Linked DNA regions of Mus musculus: all the other regions are linked to region 1. The links are chromatin contacts, called in public HiChIP or PLAC-seq and Micro-C maps. All regions are on one chromosome and are shown on one strand. The core of a region is the stretch at or near the end of the contact, and the rest is flanking DNA. Distances in the headings are between cores, read along the strand shown. Region 1 holds the start of Slc22a15 (solute carrier family 22 (organic anion/cation transporter), member 15). Region 2 holds the start of Casq2 (calsequestrin 2). Region 3 has its middle 24 kb from the start of Casq2.

What was found. Hi-C and Micro-C count contacts between places; a contact is called where the count stands out from the background. HiChIP or PLAC-seq counts read pairs in DNA pulled down with a chosen protein or histone mark.
Region 2: a Micro-C map of the HL-1 cell line shows a contact between it and region 1, with 2.2 times the contacts expected there. The contact joins the promoter of Casq2 here to the promoter of Slc22a15 in region 1. A contact is called at or near these places in 2 of 39 promoter capture datasets (the 3T3-L1 cell line and 3T3-L1-derived adipocytes), 1 of 484 Hi-C or Micro-C datasets (the HL-1 cell line), 3 of 115 datasets of contacts at active chromatin or transcription factors (embryonic forebrain, embryonic stem cells and stem cell-derived neural progenitor cells) and 2 of 9 other capture datasets (adipose tissue and liver).
Region 3: an H3K4me3 HiChIP or PLAC-seq map of embryonic midbrain shows a contact between it and region 1, with 3 times the contacts expected there. The contact joins the enhancer-like site here to the promoter of Slc22a15 in region 1. A contact is called at or near these places in 8 of 39 promoter capture datasets (the 3T3-L1 cell line, 3T3-L1-derived adipocytes, the HPC-7 cell line and 4 more), 1 of 15 datasets of contacts at CTCF or cohesin (the NIH/3T3 cell line), 5 of 484 Hi-C or Micro-C datasets (muscle stem cells, nephron progenitors, neural progenitor cells and 2 more), 6 of 115 datasets of contacts at active chromatin or transcription factors (embryonic forebrain, embryonic midbrain, embryonic stem cells and 1 more) and 3 of 9 other capture datasets (adipose tissue, liver and pancreatic islet).

The regions. Positions count from the first base shown.
Region 1 is chr3:101,922,700-101,926,281 of GRCm38.p6, reverse strand. Slc22a15 (solute carrier family 22 (organic anion/cation transporter), member 15) reads left to right here and starts at 1,829. Exons shown (of 12, transcript NM_001039371.2): 1 at 1,829-2,250. The coding sequence starts at 2,164.
Region 2 is chr3:102,084,894-102,088,475 of GRCm38.p6, reverse strand. Casq2 (calsequestrin 2) reads right to left here and starts at 2,061. Exons shown (of 11, transcript NM_009814.4): 1 at 1,604-2,061. The coding sequence starts at 1,837.
Region 3 is chr3:102,060,190-102,063,771 of GRCm38.p6, reverse strand. No RefSeq gene overlaps it. Among named protein-coding and RNA genes, the nearest start is that of Casq2, 24 kb to the left of the region's middle. Within about 2 kb of position 1,656, at least 36 of the 459 cell types and tissues checked have an H3K27ac peak or open chromatin away from gene starts, as enhancers often do. A contact at or near this core is called in muscle stem cells, where this site is marked.

The DNA.
Region 1 (3,582 bases), core at 580-3,079:
TAAAAGAATCACAAAGTAACAAAGCTAAACAAAATATATATAAAAAAAATTCCAAAGTCTGCGAACTACAATTTTATATTCAAATATTTTCTGTGTAGAAAAAAAGTGGGAAAAATGCAAAACAAATAATGAATTATTTAATAAATAACTATGTAACACTAAACAAAGTATGTCATAATAAAAATAACGAAAAGTGGGGTGCAAATACAGCCAGATCATGGTCTAGGAGGGCAAAATGAGCAAGTTTATTCCCAAAACAGTCGTAAATAAAAATGGAAACATTTTTAGAAAAAAAAATAGTAAAAGTTCTTTAATAAGAAACAAAGCTGAGTGACCCCTCTCCTCCCTGCCCCTCCCTCTTCTCACAGAGAGCACTGCCTGCCAAGAAAGCTAGACCATATGGTTAAAGGGAAGTCTTGCTGCTTTATCTTTGTAGTCCTGGCTGCCAGGGATCTCATTCTGTAGCTGAGCCCAGCCTCTGCTTCCCCAGGGCTGGAATCAAAGGTCTGTGCTGCCTCTATGGCTGCTGCCACCACCACTGGCTTAAGCACTTCCAATTCATCTTTTGTGGCCACCACACTGGCTGCTTCCAACCCTGCCATAGTCAACATTGTATCATTTTATTACAATAATTAGGTAGATGACCACTAAAGGGCAGTTATAAACAGCAGACATAATTAATGGGAAATTGTGGAAGCACAACAAGAATGCTTGCAAGACAAGGGGACCTCCTGGTCATCCATTATACTCTGTATTATATTCAGGGGATGGTTCGTTTTAACGATCAAAACCTAGCCTCGGCTGGGAAGGAAGTTCCCATTCACTCAGTGAGGAGCAGTCTAGAGTAGGTTGGCCCTGGACATGCTTCTGAGGGAATTTGTTTAAAAACTGGGTTGTTAGAAAGCCCCCCCCCCCCATATGTGTGAGGCCATTTCATAGGTTGGGCCCTAGTCTGAACGAATGAGTGAGGGAACTAGCTGATCACTGGTGAGCGCATCCATCACATCACTGCCCTCTGTTCTTGTCTGTGGATGCCATGTTACTAGCTGCTTAAGTTCCTGGTGCCTCGACTTCCCAGCAATGATGGGCTCTGAGAGAAACTGTGAGCCAAATAAACTCCACCCCCCCCCCCGCCCCCAAGTTTCTTCTGTCATGCTATTATCACACCAACAGAAAGCAAAGGTAAACTTAGCGATAGTTTAGATTAGTAGTTCTCAACCTTCCTAATGCAGTGACTCTCTAACACAGTTCCTCGTGTTGTGGTGACCCCCTAACCATAAAAATAATTTTTTGTTATTGCATAACTGTAATCTTGCTACTGTTATGAATTGTAATGTAAATATCTGATATCTGACCCTTGTGAAAGGGTCTTTGGTCCTGACCCACATGTTGAGATATGCTGGTTTAGATACTTGCAATAGTTTAAAAACAAAACAGGATTAGGTGTGGGGCCACTAGTAATCTGTCCCCACACTTCTTCAGCCCTGTGCCAAACTCCATTGACAGACCTTGGCAACCATGACCCCCTGCCCTTGTCCCTTGTCCCTTGTCCGTGGGCCTAGTGGGCACTACTAAGTGGATGTCTCGAGGCGCGGAGCTTACATCTGACCCTGTGTACCTAAAGCAAGACAAAGGAGGAAGGGGACAGATGCCTCCCGGCCCTCTTCTCGGAAGGCTCTAGAGCTCTGAGCGCCCCCGCATTCCACCGCTTTGTGCGAAGGGGCGAACCCCGCGGGACACGGCGTGGAGCTGCCGGCCCCTCCCGTGAGTCGCCCTGGCCGCCCGCGCCGCACCCACTTCCTCTTTCCCTTCCGCGCGCCAGCCAACCGCTCGCCAAAAATTCCTGTCACTTCTGACAGGAAGCGGGGAGGCCGCGCCGGGGCGACCAGCATCGCATCTCCGCCGCGACCCCGGACCCGGTCGTCTGCAGGGTCCCGCCTGCGCCTGGGCCCCAGCCCCGCCCGGTTCTCCACCCCCGGCTCGGCCCAGTCCTCTGTCCCCGCCTCGGCCGCGGTCCGCCCGGTCCTCCTTCCCGGTCCCTGCCGCTCGGCCCTCCGTCCCCGCCCGGCTCAGTCCTCGGTCGCTCCGTCGCCCGATCTTCAGCCACCGCGCAGCCAGGTCCTCCGTCGCGGTGGCGGCCGGGTCCTCGGGCGCGAGCCCGCCATGGAGGTGGAGGAGGCGTTCCAGGCGGTGGGCGAGATGGGCCTCTATCAGATGTACTTGTGCTTCCTGCTGGCTGTGCTGCTGCAGGTGAGTCCCCGGCTCCCCGCGGCCCCCGGGGCGCTCTCAGCTCAGGCTGGCCCCAGGTGTGGCGCGAGAGCGCAGGGAGGGAGGGGGCGGGCGGGCGCCGCGCGGTGGCGGGCCAGCCACTGAGCTCTCCCAGGCTGTCACCCAGAGCCTGGCACTGACACTTCGCCACCAGAGCTAGTTGAAAGATGAAACCCATTACCCGGGATCAAAAGGATTCGGCACCCTAACCCCTTACAGAGTGAGACAGAGAAAGCATGGACAACCTGCCCACAAAAGATCAGGTCTAGCTAGTATGGCCTCCTTCAGCCCTCTCTGAGATTGAGGGAGGCTTCCTATTAAAGGGGCTTTCCATCCACGGGAATTTATTTCTCTCTAGTTAAAGTTCTACTGGGTTATTAAGCTCCGAGGCCAGCTTTGGTCTAGGGAAATGATACCATCCACACAGTGTGGTTCATTGTATTGAATTCTCAGAAACCAGCTGCACACCTCAACCTAAAACTCTTGATTTTAGGAGTCCTTGGGCTCTTTAAGAGGTTCATTCTTGTAGTCCTAGCACTATGGAAACTGAGGCAGGAGAAGGATGGCTCTTCTTCTAGGCAAATTCAAAGCCAGCCTGAGCAGCTCAGATTGTCCCTAGGAAGCAGGTCAGTCAGTGGTAAAGCCCTAGATGTGCAAGGCTCTGGGTTTGATCCCTACCACCAGGGCCAGAAAATGAAGCTAGCTCCCTGTCCCGGAGGCTTGCAATCCTGGGATGAAGTGGTCTGTGACACTGACACTGTGAGGCTGACAGCTGAGCTAAGTAAGTTAAGGTATTATTGCAAGGGAAGTACTGGCTGGCCGCGGTTATAACCAGAGCCCACAAGTTGCTTCAACGTTGTGTTGATGCTGCAGCAGGAAGAGAGGCAGTAAGGTAAAACTTAATCTACTGATTCTCTTTCCCCATTAAAATCTTCAGTTGACTTCAGCACCAGGCAGAACATCGGTTCAAGTGGTGATACTTGGAAGCCTTTCTCTTAGCAGAGTAAGAATTAGTATAGAGAAATAGAACTGCAACTGCAATGTCTGGTCTTCATGTATAATGGTTTCTTTGACAATATTCCATCTAACCAGGAGTTCCAAGTATATATCCCCTCTCCTGGCAATCCTTTTGGCCACTTCTCTGCTCCACTTCTTGTGTTAGCATCTTATTTGCCTAGCCAGGTGGTTGCCAACTTAGAATCAAATCTTGAGTGTGGCACTGAGAAGGCCAGTATTCTGGGTCAGGACCTGTTAACTTTCCTGGGCTTTTATCACCTCGTTGCCAGCTGGAGATGCAGGGCCTTGCGCTTTTTA
Region 2 (3,582 bases), core at 812-3,311, 160 kb before region 1:
ACTCTCACAGGAGGGTGCCTGGAAGGACGTAGAGCCCAAGGTGGTCCCTTTTTATGGTTTTGTTTGGGGTCCCAGAACTAAGTATTCACAAGGGACATACTTGCAGTGATGTGTGTGCATGTGCGCTTTAATAAGGCATGGCTGTCACCGTGCCCTGGCCATGGAGGAGTTCCTTTGAGTCTAGCTTAACGAGTCAGTGATGAAATTACCAAATAGAATTTCTATGCTTTCAGCGACATGTTTCATAAGACAGGATCTCAGTGCCTGAGAATGGCAGTTGCCACAGTGATGATGTGTCCATTTCATGAGCTGTGCAGCCAGTGTGCTCCAGCTCTGTTCTTCTCCCAGCCTGTTGCTTTTCTTGCCTCTACAGCCTTAGGGCCCACTTCCCCTCCATCTGCCTCCCACAGAAGGGGCAAAATCACTGCCCTCGCCCCAGGGCAGATAGAGCCTGCGAAGAACAGGATGGCTCTGGAGATATTTTTAAACACTAGCACCCGGCTGATTAGGGGACATTTTGAATTATGAAATGCTCTTTTCCCTCTTTCAATGTGACTTTGATATATTCAGGTGGTTTGCTGGATTTTATTATAGTCGTTTTTTGAGACTCTAAATCTCCCTGGTCTTTGTATGGTGAGTTTGCTAATTGTGTTATTTGATTAGCCTGAATATCCTGGAAGTACTGTCTGGTTAATTCTCGCACAGCCCTGTAGTTGTGTGCTGAGCCAGCCATGGGGACTGGGAAGGAATCTTGGCAGCATGGGTATTCTTGAAGTGTCAGTGGCCTTTAGCTGTCCAGGAGGAGATGCAGAGTCTTTCTGTGGCACTTGCAAAGGATTAGAAATATCCCCACCCCCAGTGCCAGATGACCAACAGGTCATGTAATACAGATAAAATAAGAAATTACTTCAGTGTAGGCTCAAAACTCACATCAAGAACTTTCTGAGGAAAAAAAAAAAAACCACACCTGTCTGTTAATGAATACACAGTCCAGAAGAGCACACACCCACACTCTAAAGTTGCCTGGGAAAATGACATGGTCGCTCTCCCTGTGACCAAGAGCAGAGGCAAGGTCAAAGGACCCTGGCTTTTCCAGATCCAAGGGAGAGGATTGAGAAGAGCATGGGGAATCGGCCCTGAAGGGACTCATAGGAAATCCCTCGGTTTCCTTTAAACCAGTGGCTTTTAACAATAGCTGGAAAGTTCTAGAAAAGGGGCAGGTGGGAAAAGAACCCCTGACGAATCAGGACCTCTAAGGGAAGAGCTTTAGATAGATTGTCTGGAGCCTGGCTGCCAGGCCTCTCATTCTGCCCTGCACTGCTTCTGCATGGGTGAGCATCAGCTGTTTGTCCTGAGCAATGATTGCCCTGCTCCCTGGATAAAGAAGGGTCAGTGTGCAACCCCCTCACTCCCTTCCACCTTAAGAGTTTGCCCACAGAGTCCACTTCTGCAGAAAAAAAAAGTTCCATTGATGTGAGACTACAGTAACACAGGAGAGCTCTGCACAAATTCTCCATGCCCTTGTTCCCATATTCCTGTTAAATGCCATACTGTCACTAATGCTCTCTCATACAGGAGGCTGCTGCCCCCCCCCCCAACTTACCTCCAGTACAATCTCCTTCAGCTGGAACTGTTTTTGTGAGACCTTGTCTGAAGACACAGGTTCGTGGTAATAGAGACAGAGCAAATCATATCTCTTCAACATCTGCTTGAGGTTCTTCTCAGAAAGGCTGACCACTCGGTCTTTCCCATCGTACGTGGGGAAGTTCAGCCCCTCTTCTGCCCCGCTCAGGGACAGCAGATAAACCCCCACCATGAGCAGGTAAATCCTCTTCATTTGGGAAAAGTCTTGCTTCTCAGTCTCCAGAATAGAGATCATGGAAGACAGGATGGAAGGTTCTTAGAGATGTTGGTGAGGGAACAAAGAGGCTGCTTTCACCTCCTTGGTCCTGCAGCTGTGTAGTCGTGGGCTCAGAACAAACTGTGGAGGCTCAAATGCACACATGCGCACAGAGCAAGAGCCAGGCACGGGCTGGGAGGCCAAGCCCTAGATACCTTACATAGCTCTCCCAGCCTCTGTCTCATTAAGAACTCCATTTTTAGGATGCAGTTGTTTCGAGCTAAAAATAAATCATGCAATGAATAATAATTTTTTTTAAAAAAAAAGTCAGATATGACACTGTTGAGGGATTTGTCCATGCAGCGTGTCAGCGGCAGAAGGACAGCAGACAGGAGGAGACTGGAGGGACCGTATGCAAGTGAAATAAAGGGGCACCAAAAGTCAAAGAAAAGAAGGAAACTCGTGGGGATGGATGAGAACGGAAAGCAAGAAGGGGTGATGGTGCCAGTAAGAACACGAACGCTTAGAGCATCAAAAATCCCACTTAGACATTGTGTTGGTCGGTTCCAGGACAGCCTTGCAGCCTTTCCCCGGCTGCTCTGTTCCCCCCGAGGACAGGCACACTCTCCACATGCCTTTCTAGGTCTTCTTGGAAGCCCGGTGCTGGCAGCACCACGTCCACATGTCCTTGCCGGCCAGGGACACAGAGACATGCTTTCCTACTGACCCAGCATACAGAGGACGGGTAGCGGATCCAGCCCACTTCCTTTTCCAGCAGCTGTGGGAGGCAGGGAAGCCGGTGATCTATTTTAAAGTCAATTTTTAGAGAAGTTTACCGGTCACCGCAGGAACATCCTTGGGGTCTCTGCCAAGGTCCTGTCCCCACCCCACCCCCACCCTCATTAGCTCTTAAGACAAGACACTGTTTTGTTCCTTTCTTCATTAGCAACAGAGAGAGATAGGCAGTTTATCCAAGCTGGGACAGACCAGAGCTGCAATCTCCACTCTGCCTTTTTGGTGGCTGGCTGACTCTGGAGGACCTTGCAGCTTCTCTGAGCCCCAGATCCCCATTATTTAGAGTGGGGGAGATTGTAACCCTGGTGTTTAGACCACACAGAGAGAAGAGCCTAGCACTTAGCAAGCCCTTGAAAACAGTAGCCATTCTATGTGGCTCCCTCTCACTAGAGAGGATGGAACGGGCGTTATAATAATTCGTCCATTTCTAATATCATGTGTGAAGCTTGGCCTGCCCACTCTCTCCACGAGCTCAGCCAGCCAACTGTGTAGACCTGATTCCCGTGCAGTGTGCAGATGAGTTGACTTAGGCGGACCCTGTACCATGGGTGTGTCTGGGAATCATCGTTCTCAAAGCCGCCACACTGCAGAAGCTAGGGTTCTGCGCTGTGTGGCTTCTTGTTCAGCAGATCCCCTGCCAGTACCCCTCGGGTGACTCTTTGGTACTTTCTTCTGGTCAGATGATGGTTCTGTCTGCGTGCTCTTCAGAGGAGATAGTGGTGCTTGGGAGCCTGGCCAAGGTTTATCTTCTTTGTGCTAGAAATCCCACCAGCACCTTTCCCAGGGGCCAGAAGGAAAAGCTAATCCCAGTGTCCTGTCTGACTTGAGGCCCTCTGCTGCCATGAAAGCTCTGTAAACTTGCCATGTGCAGGTAAGCAGGGCCCTGGCGAGTCCAGCATTGATGACCCTGACTGCTCTCTTGTCCTCCCAGGGTCACCGTTCTCCCA
Region 3 (3,582 bases), core at 407-2,906, 140 kb before region 1:
TGCTGGCTTTTTTTATTTTTATTTTTTTATTTTATTTTTTTAAAAAATTTTTCAATCCTGTATTCAGTGGCCTCAAGCCGGAGTGTTATAAACTAGGGTAGATAGTGCAGCTAAGGCTGAACCGCACATTAACACACACCTGAGAACAAGCCCCACCCACCTGCAGCTGCTGTGCCTGCCCCTGCCCTGCACCCCCACCCCGCCCGCCCAGCGGCTGGGACACTCCTGGTCCTCTCTCTCCAGGACTGGCTAATTCACCTGTCTTCCCCTTCAGCACACTTGCCACCTTCTCTGTGGCCTTCCCTAGCAGGATCAAGTCTACTCCAGAGACACTCCCATCCCTTCTTCCTAATACTGAACAGGTGCAGTTTTACATTGTGTGAGCATTTGCTCCCGCCACGCCCAGTACCCAATGACAGGAAGCTTTGTGAGGACAAAAACTTGCTCAGCTCACTTTGGCTCAACACCATGTGCCCAGCACTGTGCCTGACACAGAGCCCTTACGGAATGGGCCAGGCATGTCTCCCTCGAAGTATTAGAGCTCTCCGTCTTCCACACAATCTCTATAGTTCCTAAGATTATTTCCCCCTAAACCCCCTCTGCCACAGCCTGTGAACTCGGAAGCTTCAAGTAACACTTGCAAAGTCCCTTCTGAAGACCCCAATGTCACAAGTACAGGAATAGAAATGGACTCTTATCCTGGGAAGAGGGTGGGGGAAAGCTAATACCATCTGCACGTTGAAAGTGGGAGCACAGTCCCCTCAGTGAAATGGGAGCACGTTTCCATGCTCATTTACACAGCTGGCCATTTGCCGGAAACTGATTCTGCTCTCCTCTCTTGCAACTGTGGGTCTAGGCTATTCCTCCTGTAACAATGATTCTGGCACCAAACGCCACTGGTCTGAAGTCCCCCTTCCCTTGGTAACCCACCCTGGCTTCGGAGGCTCTGTGGGTGAATGCAGACAGTTGGGAGCCGGCCACCGGCCAGGTGTTCCTTAGCAGCTGCCACTCTCCTTCCTTTGTTTTTTCTACCATGTCTGGTTTTAACCCTCATCTGCAAGGCCACTTTGTCTGGGACAGGGAGATAATTTCGTCTAGCGTCTGTTCGGCACTTCCCTGATTACCAGCTGAGCCTGATTACACAGTCTGTGTGCCTGTCCCAGGACAGATGTGGACTGCTGCGCGGGAGGCAGAGGAGAGGTCCAGGGCGAACTCCACTCCTTCCAGCACCTCTCCAGGGCTGGGCTAGCTGCCATTCAATTAATTCACTTAGGCCTCCAGATTCCAGCCCAAAGCCGCTTGCAGTTCTTCCTCTCTCCAACAGGGGGCGGGGTGCACTGACCCGATCCTGTCTCCAGACCTCAGGTCTACCCTTTCCTTAAGGGGATCCTTGGATTTCCTCAGGCTGTCTCCTCCTCTGTTCAGGAGTTTAACAAATCTAGCTAGAACTCTCTGCGAACACTTCTGAGGGGGCTTCCATGAGAGAAACTTTAGGTTTGGAACTTCGGGCAAACCAGACGTCTTGAAACAGACACCTGAAGATGCTGGTTATTTTTGGGGGGGGGGGGGGGGGGAGAGCGCTGGCTCCATTCAGACCTACAGACCTGGTATCTCTGCCTTCCTTTCATGCCTGTACTTAGACTGTCGTCACAGAGATAAGCTGTTGTCCTTTCCTGTTGGCTTCCAAGAACTCACTTATTTTCAGAGCTGACTCCGTGTGTTCCTGTGCTAACTCTGCGCCAGTGAACTAACTCCCCAAACCTTGTCACCTTTCCTCTTGAGTCACCTTGAAGAGTGAAACTGCTCAGGATACCTCTCACTTCACCAAATGTGGCCAAGTTTTCATGAAGACAAGTCTGCTGCCCCAGCAATTAATAGCTTAGCTGTCAATCAACTTCCTACCACCTTGAAATACCTAAAATACCGGAGCTGAGCTATGAGGGTCAGTGATGGGCGGGGCCACCCCTTGACCAGGACTGCTCAGATATACCTCTTGTCCTCTATTTAAACCTAAACCCCTGTCCCTGACAGATAGTCTTGGGCACATTGGATCCTATTATTTATTCATATTTCCTAAGTGGCCATATTGAACAAATCCCCACTAATTCTTTCTGTTACCAGTCTCTTTAATTGACAAGTCAGGGATAGGCAGGCAACGGTAGCCCGTGGTGGTTGCTGGAATCCAAGCTTTTGGATTACAATTTTTGGTAACAAGCTGGGCATAGTGGTGATTGCCTGTAATCTTAGCATTCGGAAAGCAGAAACAGGAAGATCAGAAGTTCAAGGCCATTCTCAGCTGAATAGTGAACTTGAAGTTTACCTGGGTTACAGGAGACATTGTGAAGAAAGAAAGAAAGAAAGAAAGAAAGAAAGAAAGAAAGAAAGAAAGAAAGAAAGAAAGCAAACAGAACAGAATGCAAAAGCAGGTGGTGCTGGAGTCATCACTGAGCAGACTCAGTCTGCTCCCACTGCTACTACAGAGGACCTGAGTTGGATTCCCAGCACCCACATTTGGCAGCTCACAACTGCCTGTAACGCTAGCTCCAGGAGGCCCCATAACCTTCTGCCTTTGAAAGCATCGTCGAGTGTGTGTGTGTGTGTGTGTGTGTGTGTGTGTGTGCATGCTCCTGTGCATACCCACACATAGGTGCACACAAATGCACATAAATAAAAATCTTCAAACCAGACTGAGAACAGTACCACATCAGGAGCTCTCAAAATAGAGACAGACAAACAGGTGTTCTCACAGTGGGGACCCAGGAGTGGGAAGGGGTAACTCTGAAAGGCTTCACAGAAGAACTACCTGTCACTGTCTTACCAAGAATGGCTGGCCTTTATTATGCACAGAGGGACAACCCAAAGAGGCAGAAAGCCCAATGCCTCAAGGTGGGAAGGACAGGTAACCCTCTCTGGATGCTGGGACAGTGGCAGGTGATCCTAGTACCCAGAAGGCTCTCTGTGAAGGACTGTGGTAAGCACAGTGGAAGGACAGGCTGGGTTGAGATTGAAGGGCCAAGAATGTTCTGGAACAAGCCAGTTCACAGTGAGGCTATGGGGCTGCATGTGTCAGCAGCACCTGTCTGAAAGTAAAGGGTCATGGGGCTTTTATAGGAAAATATCCCTTCTGTGTGGCAGATATGGTTCCTGGAGCTTAGGTCACATTGTGAACAAACCGAAGGAGAATACTTTCAGAAAAGGCTATCAGGGTGTGGCTGTGAGCCTGTATCAACAGGAAAGCTCTGCAGACACTCACGAAGCTCTTGCTGTGTGCCCAGACACTGGGGAAGGGTTTGTAGTGCTGGTGGGAAGGCAGCGAAAGTCATAGGGACCCCAAAGTCTGCCTGAAGCCTACGTCCTGTTAAGAACCAAGAACTCCAACACACACAACTAAAGGCTACTCCAGGCTTCTTTTTCTCCTTCAGTCTGTAAACCTTAATTGTCTAAGACTCACCGGAAACCCTATTTACAGTAACAGCACATGTCCTCGCCCCCTAGTGGTTCCTGGTTTTATATTATCTGGTTACAATGGCATCTAAGGCACCTTTGGAGCCACCATTTAATCTCAACAATCAAATGGCAGTG